Regions from separate parts of the Capsicum annuum genome. Here region 2 is linked to region 1. Evidence: chromatin contacts called from public Hi-C data. All regions are on one chromosome and are shown on one strand. The core of a region is the stretch at or near the end of the contact, and the rest is flanking DNA. Distances in the headings are between cores, read along the strand shown.

Region 1 (6,271 bases), core at 2,449-4,948:
TTAACTCCTCATGCCCATATCAGTTTACAAAGAGCTTTGATGAAAAGAAGTGGAAATGAGAAGAAAAAGAGCTGAAAAAAAAAGAGTCGAAAATAAATCTCTAAAATTTCTCTTAGGTAAAGCAGCCTGAGGTGCACTTTAGAAGGCCAGTCAAACCCACTTTAGCAGCCAATCTGACTAATTTAGATGTCCAATCAACCAAGTTAAAGCCACTTTAGTGGCCAATGTGACCACTTTAGCGGTCTGATCATCTCAGGTTAATACCATTTTAACAGCCCTCATGACCACTTTAAGTGGCCTATTCAAAGTCGACATGACTGCTTTAGAGGTCAATTGAGCACTTTTGAAGTCCTCGAGGATGATTTTAAGGGAAAATCTTGAATTACATGTTGTTCAACTTTAAATCACATAAAACTGAATCCAAGCACATCATTGACTTATTTCTAAACTTTGGAGGCTAGGGTTCTTGACCCAACACCCTTGGACTTGAAGATTGAAAGTTTTGTATTGTTAATTTCTCAAACCTTTCTTTTTTTCCTTACTTTATTTATACTATTTGGATGTAGCTAAATTGATGTTGAGTATTTGTGGATAGGGATAATGCAATACTTATGTTTTGAATTTGAGTTTCGATTCTATCTCATGCTTTGGTATTGATTAATTACTCTTAATTTATAAATGGGTTTTACGTATCTAAATTAGTCTTATCTTGATTGATTTCTACTCTAATTGAGCTTGAAAGAGAACATTAGAGTGGGGCATTGCCCACTTACTTAGAAAATGCTTGAAAGAGCTAATTGAGATTGAAAGGGATTAATTTAGTATGATTTAGGATATAGGGTCCATCTAATGAAATTTATTGCTAAGCATAGTCAGATGCTAGTATAGTCATAGATTAAAACATTCGTGTTGGCACTTGGCTAGAATTTGAAAGAATCTATCCAAAAAATATTTGTCAATCGATTGAAAGACGTGGAGGATAATTAAGGTTCCAAGGCTAATTTGTTAATCCATGATTAATCTTGAGGAGTTGATTTAAATGCTTTGGACGATTGATGGAATTGAATTCTCGAATCTTTATTCTTGTTTTTCATTATTGTGAAAGCCATTGATCTCCTTGTTCATATTATATTTGATTTTATCCACCTTAAGTTTTTAGTTACAAAAACCCCCAATATTTGTATCTTTGTTTGGGTTTTAGCAAGTTATTTCTACTTTATAGTTTCTAGACTGCTAGTCACATTGTTCCTCATGGATTTGATTCTGGTTTTAGTCGGGTAAATATATTGCTAAAGATCACGTACATTCATTTTTTGGGTATATTTGAGTATTATCTGTCAGCGATTATGGAGCTAATCCAGCCTCCTTCATTACCTGCTTCAAATTTTGCTGATTTGTCTCTGATCTTTATCTTCAATTGTTTCTCTGATACTGATTGACTTATTATTATGCCCCTATGATTCTTGCACTTGATGAGACACTATGTCAAGTAATATCCTCGTGGTTGACTCTTGTTTGGTCTTAACGAGTGGTTGTTTATCAACTACACTTATCTTTATTTTATCTAGTGGTTTTGGGTGTTCTAGTAAATGCTCCTCTTTAGCAGGTGGGTAGCTACCAAATGTTGTTTCCTTTGTTGACCATGTTTTATCCACCTCCAAAGATTCAACTTATTGAGTATTTTCCAGTGTTAAAGCTTCATCAATATCCTCATCTGCGTCTATTTGATCCTTTTCTCTTGCTATTATTGACATTGTGCTAGGTAACAATTGTTGCTCCTCATCTTTGTTCTAACTGTCTCTGTTCATACTGCTACCATCATTATTCGTTGTTTGATTTTGTGTATATTGCAGATCTCGTACCAGATTGTCCAAACATGTCATTTTTGAGTTCTCTTTGGTGCTGCATATGGCCTAGTTAAGTGGCCTGTTGTCTTTGCTGAGCTTTGTGTCATATTGTGAATCAACTGTAATAGTTGTATCATGCTTATGTATTGTATACTTTGGAATCATTGTGGCCTTCATTTTTATGTGCTTTCTCCCTAGTAGTGGTCAGATCTTACCTTGATTCTTTATTTGCTTCCTCTCTGTTGGTCATCTCACTTGTTCCTCCTCTTTTTCCCAAGTAACTTCCTCTATTAGACCTCAAAAGCATTATTTGTCACAATTCCTTTTCTATGATGTGTGAACTTCTCTAACTTGAACCTCGATTTCATTCTCTTATTTCCTACATCTTTATCTCTTGTCAGGCCTCTATTAAGTACACCCATTATAACCCTTGGTATCATTCTCATCTGCATCAACTATGGCTTTTCTCAACTCCTAATGAGGACTTTTGCATTCATCTTCATTGTGCCCTTGTAGTTTACAACTCTAATAGTATTTTGGTAAGAAGTCATATTGTATTTGAATTCGTTCAACTCTTGCTTCATTACCACTGCCATTAACACTTCAATTTCTACAAATTTTGGCAAGTTGGTTGCCAAGTACACTTGGACTTAATACTCTAGCACAACTAAGTCTCATTCTGTTGATTGTGTCCATGTCAAGGTGAATTGGTTTACGCACAGTTGTTGCAATTGAAAATGTGTCCTTAACAAAGAAAGGTGGCAATAAATCTGGGAATGAGATCCATGCCATCACTTGTGTGGTTTATCATACAACTTGAACTTTGGAGGCAACAAATTTGGAAATGAAATCCATGCAATCACTTGTGTGGTTCCTCTTTCGACTAGAACTTCGTGTCATATATTAGAGGTCTCGTTTGGTAGGTTGCCCCATCCTTAGATGTTATATAATGAGCATTCTTTGCCATTAAGTTCACAAAATCCTCCATTAGGCTTAATCTTTTCAGAACATGGCGATAACATAGCAATCCAATCTCACAATTCCCTTTAGTATTGCATTGTTTATGCATATGTAATCACAACTCATCCGTTTCAGGCCATCCACAGGAAAACTTTCTAACTGCATAGTGCAAATTTTCCATAGTATTCAGTTTTTAACTTCTTCCTCCTCGTCCTCTAGGTACACCATTATTGTACGTCAATCTTTTGATAGGAACTACTGCATATTGTAACCCCTTACCAGTTTGTGGTGTATTCAAGGTGACTGGCTTCAACAGATTTCATACTTCATTTTCCCTTTCCTGTTTGTCGTCATCTCGTATATGTACTTCCGCCGTAAGTAAATTATCAAGGCAAATCTTCATTAGGCTTTTTGGATCAAGGGTGGTATAGATTAGGGAAATACTTCATAGAGGTCAAAGAAAACACCTGGTCAGCCTCCGTATTCAACTGACTAGTGGCCAAATTAGCCATGATCGGTGGATTACGAAGCAAAGTTTGAAAATCTAGGGTTTAGCATAAGAGAGGAGAGCACAGGGCTAAGCGGTCCACGCCCTTCTCAACTTTCCAACCTTGCTAATTTTAATTTAGAAAATAACATTAATGCTAAATTTAGTCCAATAGGAGTAATGAAGACATTCTTGAACCATTTTTATACCTTGAACGCATTTTTGATCCAATAGTTGGAAGTAGGACAAATTGATCCAAAAGATAAAAAGAGGATATTTGCAAATCTGTTGTAATACGTTAAAAGGACATTTTTTACCCTTTAATCATTTTTCTGTAGAATCAAATAATAGGTGCAGAACTTATATAGCGACTGGTCATTCCCACATTGGATAAGGTACGGCAACTTAAAGGAAACTGTGTAAAAAAGATTCGGTAAGCAGACTGTATAGAAATTCTCCTTTCACTTGGGATAAGGTAAACCCAAGAAAAGTAAACGTGCACTAGAAAGTTTTCTGTCAAATGACTGATTGGTACGCTTACAAACTGATTGGTACGCTTACAAATGATTCTGTAAACAGACCATATGAAAATCCTCCTTTCCACTGGGGTAACGTACACTAGAGAAAAGGAAAACGTTTAATAAAATGGCCCTGAAATAATGGCAATGCTCAACGGATTTACAAACTAACAAAATTATATTCTCCGGAGGAATCCACGAACTTCAGTAAGAAAGCTGTGCAGTTTCTTTCTAAACTTCTGGTAATTTGGCCGATCAAGTGTAGAAGAGAGACTGTTGGAGCTTGTGAGTGATTGGAGTGCATTTGTCAACCTTGATCTGAAAGCTGTGTCCGACTGGCTCTCTATCAGTTCGCTTCCCAACTTCTGCAAGAAATGTGAAATTGTTTCACCGAGTAATCAATTTTTAGTAAAAAATTAATAATTATAACAGCTATTCAAGAATGTGGATTATGCCTGGTATAGACTTTGTTCACAAAGGATTAACGGAAGAAGCGCATCTGCAGCTGAGCCAACCAGATCAGTGCTGAAATTTAGAAATGAAAATAGAATAAAATACTAGGACATTGTAACAGTGCCATAAACACAGCAAAATCTGTGAATGAAATACCAGTGGGCAATGACATTTATACGTTAACAATGGATTATATAGTAATCCTGCAAACATCAAATCTTTCAGCCTGTGTCTGGTTATGTTTTTTTCCCAACTCACCTGTAATCCTGAAAGAGGAGAAACTGTAACAGTGAACGAAGAAATTGGCTCAGAATCCCTTCCTGAAAGTTTCCTGTATGATCCTTGTAACCTGAAGCATGGTGACCTAGCCCCACTTCTCCAGCACTTCTTTGCTTGTAGTGGAAAGAAGCAAGTCCTTTTATAGCTCTTAGACATAAATCAACAACATCTGCATCCTATAGCACAAACATCACAACACAGTGATCTTGACTTTTACCTCTAGTAGTATCATTAGGCACAACCCAACTATGGAACTATTTTTTGTTCATCAGTTAAGTAGCATGGTGGACAATTGGACCAACTTCATCATGAAATGATGCCTAGACTCTCTTAAGCACTTCCCAGCATGAAATAGTATCTAAAACCATGAACCATAGACATTTATTTTGTGGGCAGGTTACCTGACACAGACCGAAATCAAGAGTCTTAATGATACGAACTAAAGCTTCCCCATTTAGCTGTGTAATCATTTCAGGGTACACCTCCAGCATATGTGATAGCAGCGAGAAGTACTGTACAGATGAAATGAATTATTACTTTTATTATTTACAGTTATTATCATTGTAGAGAAATGAAGAAACAAAAAAGGAAAAGCCTACATCATGACAAAGCTTGGGGTACTTGAGCAGGTCCAAACTTATCAGAGGGGTAACTATGTGAAGACCCGTATATACCACCTGCAACGAAACTTCTTTCAGATTGTTTTACAGCATTATGTGGTTGAGAATGTACCTTGGCAGGAAAAACAAGTAAAGGAGGAAACTGAATGAACACCACCTGACAAATATTTGTCCCATGAGCCTCAATGGGTTCTGATGAGAAGTCAACCTGCAAATAGCAGTTATATCCAGGTCATCTTAAACTTAGAACCTAGACCAAAGCAAAAGGTGGCAATGGAAAAATAACCATAATAAGATCAAGGAGTGCAGACAACACCAGATCTTTTGAACAGAGACTAGCAAGTAATTGGAGTACAGCACGTAGATCCTTGTATCTTTCAGTATCAGCTTCGCACCGCAAGCTGCTTGAAATGCTCAGAGATATCTGAAGGCATATTGGGTCATTCAGGACAGTATCCTTACATTTCCATGGAACAGAAAACAATTACATACACATTGTCATTTGTAAGGGATGTTTAACTCTGTTGCTTCTTCATTGAGATAGCATAATAATTGACAGGGAGCTGTGGAAGGGGAGTATGCAGTTAGGTTGGAAAAATTAAGCTAAGCAGGGAATATTGAACAGGTATTGCCTTGATCACTGGATACAAAAGTCATCCTTGGGAAAAGAAAGGAGAGCTGATGCGTCCCACTTACTGACACGGTTCTATACTTGGTTTGTGACTGCTATTGTTAGTCTGAATCCATGATTCACGGATGCCAAAAGCATCCTTGGGATGATCGCAGAGTTTCCACAAGGTGGAGATGATGGAGTTGGTCTGCTGGATACATAATGATACAGGAACCGAATCTATTTTCTCCTAGATCAGACTAATTTCTAAATTTTAATGGCATATTTTAAACCCAAAAACCGAAAGCAAAAGGAACTGATTTAAGAAACTTATTAACAAAAAGCAAGATGCATCTGATTAAAGATTTCAAGGGATAATCTTTGGGATTTCTAAACATAGGGATTGTGGCAATAAAAATAATTAATTTCAGATTTCAAGGGATAAACTTTGGGATTTCTAAACATAGGAATTGTGGCAGTAAAAATAATTAATTTCT
Region 2 (6,250 bases), core at 3,733-6,232, 870 kb before region 1:
TTTGTTAAACTGGGCAAAATTTTAAAGGAGGCAGTTCATTTGAGAGATTTTTGAAGATCTTCTTTGAGCCGGACCAGGTCCATCTCTAATTGAAAGTTTCTACTTAAGAAGACTGCACAAAGTTTTTTAGATTTTTTTAACCTCGGCTCAAGTTCTAACTGAAGAACTATTGGCTTCCCCCTTTCCCTTGGACTGTTCTACAGAAAATTTCAGCATTTTTTCTTTGAGATCATCATTTCTTTTGACAACTCACTTAACTTTTCCCCCAACTCAGACACTTTAACAACAAAAGACAGTTTTTCATTCTCAGACACTTCAAAAGTTTCACCCCAAAGATCCTTCTCACTAGTAAGCTCAACCAATGAGTCTATCAAAACAATTGCTAGACCTTTGAGCCTTTTTAAAGAGTAATTATTGAGATTTTGTTTGATATTAAGAGTTACCTCTTCATCGTCAGACTTGGGCATGAATGCGAAGAGTGAATCAAAGGCATCATCTGAATCTTCAATCACCATCATAGAAATATCCTCAGGTAGTTGGGAGTCATCATAATCACTGGATGAGTCTGCCCAGGCTGCCAGGGTCTGTTTCACAACATAATCAGCAACTGCTCTTCTTCTTACTTTTTCTGGAACCCTTCCAGTCCTTCTGCTTTCATTTATCTGGTCTACCTCTTCCATAATTCTTATGATCTACCTTATGCATTGGGCAGTCCTTGATAAAATGACCAGCCTGTCCGCACTTATGACATGAGTCATTTCTTGTTGCTGATCTGCTTGAGTTGCCTCTTGTTTGAAATCCTCCATTTCTCCTCATAACCTTGAGAAATCTCTTGATTATGTATGCCAATCTTCATCCTCTTCACAGTCTTCACCTTTGGCTGCTTTGAGTGCCAAAGTTTTCTCTGTCTTAGGTTCTTTCTTATTCTGCTCTTGCTGCTTCTTCATTTCATAGGTTTTCAGATTTCCTATGAGCTCGTCCATTGTAAGGGTCTTCCGGTCTCTTGCTTCAGTAATAACATTTACCTTACTTTCCCATGACTGGGAAGAATACTAAGCACTTTTCTTACTTGCTTACTAGGCCTGATGTCCTCACCTAGACTGTGTAGCTCATTTGTGATGGATGTAAATCTCGTATGCATTTCGTGAATAATTTCTCCTTCTTTCGTGGTAAAGGTTTCATATTGTGTAGTGAGTATGTCAACTTTCGGCTCCTTTACTTGGCTGGTATCCTCATGTGCAGTTTTGAAACAATCCCAAATCTCTTTAGCCGACTCGTATGCAGTAGCAACTTCTTGCCTTGTAGTTCTTTGCAATTTTTTTACGATCATCTTTATTATACTCCCTTCGAGTCTTGGGGACTAGTCTGGTGACCTCTCCTTCTTTGTATTCTCTCATAGGAATATGTGGATCATCCAGGGTAACATCCATCAGTTCTTCTGCCATTATAGATACTACATTAGACTCTTTTTCCAACTAGGACACTAACATTACAATCATTTTCCAAGTAGGATTGTATATACTAGTCATTCCTATTCATATTCTAACAATTTCTACACGAGTTTCTAACGTGCAAACTTTGTATTTGACATTTTTCAGAATGCAAGAGGACACAACACGGAAACATACTAACTCTGATAGACAAAAAAATCTAATTAACACCATGAGACATGCATAGAGATAGTTATGCGTTGCAATTAATTTTCTCAGTTTGAAACTTTCGTAAGATGCTTGATATTCATCTGAAAGTTTCAAAATTTTGAATTGACCTTATGTGCAAAAGAGAAATTGGAGTTTTAGATGTATAAGTTTGAGGAGTGAGAGCACGCTTTTGGTCTATCAATAACATGTGAGATAATTTTCTATTGGTAAAATTTTTTTAAATAGAGAAGGTAACCTAGATGTTGATGTCTCTCAAATTACACCTCACAATGAAGTATAGCATGGTCGTTGATCAAATATAGAACCCAACTTGGTTGGGGTCGATCCTACCGGGAATGTGACTAGAAACTAGGTCAATGTGGTTATTTATGCTAGTAGTTGTTTAGTTTTGAAGGGGTTTTTAAAGTTACAAGTAACAATTTGTAAGCTTTCAGTAAACAAGTGACAAGTGACAAGTGACAGGGTATTAAATTGTTGTTTGTATCAATTTGTGAGAATGTCTAGGACTGTATTTTTCGTGATTTCATAACTCATTGAGCATATCGTACTAGCAACCTATCTATTGGGTTCGAAATCGAGAGGGCGTCATGCGGAAGCTTAAAGTTTGCAAACTAATATGGTGATAATTTAGATGACACAAAACTAAACAAAAAAACATAATATTATTGATATGGTTTGTCCAATCGGCCTACATATTAAAAATTAAATAAAAAAACATAAAAATACTATGAGAGAAATCTCTCCATAAACAAGGCTCTTTAAGGGGACTACATTGTGGATACTATTATGTTCTTGTATGAGAAGGGGTCTTCTATTTATAGATGTCCAAAATCATTCCTCTTAGAAAAAGGTTTGCCAAATATGGAAAAGTTTTATATTTTTCTTTCAGGAAAAATAAAAGTAATTATTACTTACTTTTATTACTTCTATTTTCCTTCTAAGAAAAAGTAAAACTTAATTTTGGTAAGAAAATCAGGGCAAAACCCCCAACAAATTGTTGTTTGTATCAATTTATGAGAATGTCTAGGACTATTTTTTTTGTGATTTCATAACTCATTGAGCGTATCGTACTAGTGACCTATCTCGGTGCTTAGCATGCAAAATTGGTAAGTTATGTTCACCTAAGTGGCTTTTGACTCTAATTGGATGAATATCACTCAATTACCAGCTAGGTGTATGAGTGTTTGCATATGAACCCTTACCCTCAATCCTGGATTAGATTTTTCCGGTTAAGGCTCAAGCTATTAGATGGGGGGCTGGTAGCCTCATATCTCCATGTTTGATCTCTTTTCCTATTCTCTCTTTGATCAAGCCAATTAAGAATTAAGCCAAGTTCTAATGTTTGAAATTGTTAAAAAGCAATCAATACGAAGAGAAGAACAATACATCCATGAACACCATTCAAGAATCGCAAATACTTTAACCTACTTCATTAATTTATCATAGTTCCCACAACCCTAGTTATGAGATTTAGCTACTCATGTTTGCAAGAACACAATCAGAATTTATGGTAGAAAACATAATTATGAACTTGCGAATTGAATAGATGAAATCCAAAATCTTGAGTAGAACACAATCAATAACAAGAATCAATGGATATTATTGCTCAGAACAAAGAGAGTTGTGTTCTCAAGCAACAACAACAAAAAAAATAAATATATTTAGGGTGCATAAACTGTAAGCAAAAACCTAAGAAAAGTATTTATTGACAAAACGAATCCTATCCTAAACAAAATAGGATTGCATGTTTGTTAGCAATGTACGACTCATGCAATGAAGGTACGACTCATGGTCTATAGGTCTCCACTTGTGGTTTGCCAAAGATCCAAAAAATTCTTTCAATTCGTACGGGTCATTCCACGATTCGTAGTCTAGGACTACGACTCCTGGTATTAACCCTTGATTTGCACTCCTCCTGAATCTATCCTACCAGTCCATATTATAGACCCGTACGGTCGATGTCACGGGTCATGGGAGTCGTCGTGATACTCGTACCGTTGAGATCAATTTCACTGCTTCTGAACTACTATCTATGGCCACGAGTATGACTCATACTATCAAGTTACGAGTCATTGGAAGAGTCGTGGTATCAACTTCAGAATCACACCATCTGTGGTCATCAGTACGAGGTTGAGTATGGTTCGTACTTCACCCAATGATTCGTGCCCTGCTTCCATGAGTCAGTACTTAGAAATTTTCAGCCCGTTTTCCAACTTAAGCTTCCGGGACCTGTTTTCCTGCACAAACACACAAAAACACATCGTATCTACTAAAATGTAGTCAAGGACAAGCACAATTTCCATGTTTTGATCGTTGAAACTACAGTAAATCACGGTACATCAGATGTCAACATTGTTTTGGGTATGATGGCATGTCTCAGGACTGTCCAATGTGTTCCTGTCAGACACTACCTCTGACATGGATAGTGAACCATTCTAACTTCCCAAGCTTAAGTTTGAATCCAGATTTTGTCTTTTGATAAACAGAGACAAACTTGTAGAATTATCAATGACATTTGCCAATAGATTATGGTGATCATTTCTCTAGTAGCTCGAGATTCTGAAGCGTTGGTCTACGTATGTTTTTTGGTATAGTTCCTTTCTTTCTCCATAATTTCAACACATATAGGACAACTTGCAATGACTTCTTCAAAGTAGGAATCCCGACATAGTCTAGCAAGAATTTCAGAGCATTTAATCTGCACAGTGGAGATTCTGTAGTGTTCACCTACTTCTTTTCTTCTATGTTAGCTGCAAAGTTATTCCCTAAACAATGTATTTTACATTTGAACTTTGGCTGACCTTTATTTTGTTGTTGGCAGGTCTACTATGTCTATGGTTTTATGCTTCTTGTATTTATTATTCTCATCATTGTCACTGTGTGTGTGACAATTGTGGGCACGTATTTCTTGCTGAATGCCGAGAACTACCATTGGCGGTGGACTTCATTCTTTTCTGCTGCCTCAACAGCTCTTTATGTTTATCTTTACGCCATATATTACTATCACGTAAAGACTAAGATGTCCGGTTTCTTCCAGACCAGCTTTTACTTTGGCTACACTCTGATGTTCTGCCTTGGCGTCGGCATCCTCTGTGGTAAGCTATATAAGTCAATTACAGGATCTGGGGAGTCTCTTTTGTTTTTGTTCCCCTCAAAACGTCGTCATCCCTGTCATGGAGTTAAGTTCTGACTTAAATTATTCTTGCTTGATTATTTTGGAACTCCAGGTGCTGTTGGATATCTCGGCTCTAATTTGTTTGTTAGGAGGATTTACAGAAATATCAAGTGTGATTAAGTGCTTAAACGGAGCAGATGAAATGCTGCCCCACAGTTTTGCATGATCTATTTTACCCGTCACTTGATAGAGAGTTAAGTGGATTTCCAGATAATACCACAGCAATCTGGTCACCTGATGTGAATGAAGATTATTTTAGAAGAGATGAGGGAAGGAAATTATTTTGTATTCCCAATTTTCTGGTTTAGGATGGGTGGAGGTGTTTAGTAAAGTTGTGTGGGAGAAAACGCTGGATTATTTTGCAACTTTTGTGGTACATACATATAGTGCTTATACATTTGTTTTTTACTTCAAAGGCCATAATCTGCATTTTATTTTCGTATACTGAGAGAATCATTTTCTTTTAATGAAGTGAGATATTACTTCAATTGCTTAAAAATGCCTGGGGAGGTTCTTTTATTTCATGTTTTTTTTTGTTCCGAAATTCAGTGTTGTTTGTACAAATGTTTGTATGGACATTTTTCTATTCGAGATTGAACATTAGATCATGCCTGTGCGAGTTTGCTCACATCGGCAATCCAAGCTCGGGGTAAAAGAAAATTATTCATGCAAGACAAAGTAAGGAATAAAAATATTAATTAGCGAAGACAATCAACTAGTAACAAATCAAGAAGTAAAAGGACCTAGTTAAATGAAATTTAGTCACTCATACATGAGTAACATTTTGAACGTATGACTCTTGCATTCAACAACACATGCAAGTATACGTGGTTATACAAGTAATATAAAATTTTTATGTCTTCATGTAGTACCTGCAAAGACTCGTCGATTAACTATTTCCTACTCGTCGATTAACTATTTCCTAAATTGATCTAATGTTAATTATTTATTCAAGCATAGATCTCAAAGATATATTTATGAATTAATTAAACTTAAAATACAAAAAAAAATTATTTATTCAAGCATAGATTTCAAAGATATATTTATGAATTAATTAAACTTAAAATACAAAAAAAATAACTAATGAAATCGATATAGGATTATGAATTTGCTAACAATCATATTGAGTGATCAATTTCATCGACTTGCTTGATTTATCTACTTGTTGATTTACGAGGCTTATACTCTGATTATGGTCTTTCGAGCCTCTAATCACTTATTCACACGCCTATCTATGTCTCTATTTATATGATCAAGATAAACGTGTTCTCTATTTATATGATCAAGATAAACATGTAAACGTATGCACACTTCTCATTTATTAACTGAGGTGATCTAGGTATATGTCTATCCTAGCTACAAATCCATTCTTTGATGTCCAAAGTTAAGATCTTACTCTCTTTATTCTTCGTTC

The links. A called contact is a pair of places that touch in the nucleus more often than the background predicts.
Region 2: a Hi-C map of leaf shows a contact between it and region 1, with 2.6 times the contacts expected there. The contact joins two enhancer-like sites. A contact is called at or near these places in 2 of 5 Hi-C or Micro-C datasets (both in leaf).

What each region holds. Positions count from the first base shown.
Region 1 is chr4:111,186,793-111,193,063 of UCD10Xv1.1, reverse strand. LOC107867880 (exportin-4) reads right to left here. Exons shown (of 31, transcript XM_047411946.1): 25 at 5,481-5,588; 26 at 5,322-5,372; 27 at 5,144-5,221; 28 at 4,946-5,056; 29 at 4,524-4,720; 30 at 4,268-4,337; 31 at 3,744-4,177. The coding sequence ends at 3,989. Among protein-coding and RNA genes, the nearest start is that of LOC124898209, 55 kb to the left of the region's middle. Within about 2 kb of position 3,698, at least 5 of the 5 cell types and tissues checked have an H3K27ac peak or open chromatin away from gene starts, as enhancers often do. A contact at or near this core is called in leaf, where this site is marked.
Region 2 is chr4:112,055,638-112,061,887 of UCD10Xv1.1, reverse strand. It overlaps LOC107867853 (transmembrane 9 superfamily member 1), which reads left to right. Exons shown (of 12, transcript XM_016714314.2): 11 at 4,483-4,756; 12 at 4,889-5,324. The coding sequence ends at 4,956. Among protein-coding and RNA genes, the nearest start is that of LOC107867854, 14 kb to the right of the region's middle. Within about 2 kb of position 4,982, at least 2 of the 5 cell types and tissues checked have an H3K27ac peak or open chromatin away from gene starts, as enhancers often do. A contact at or near this core is called in leaf, where this site is marked.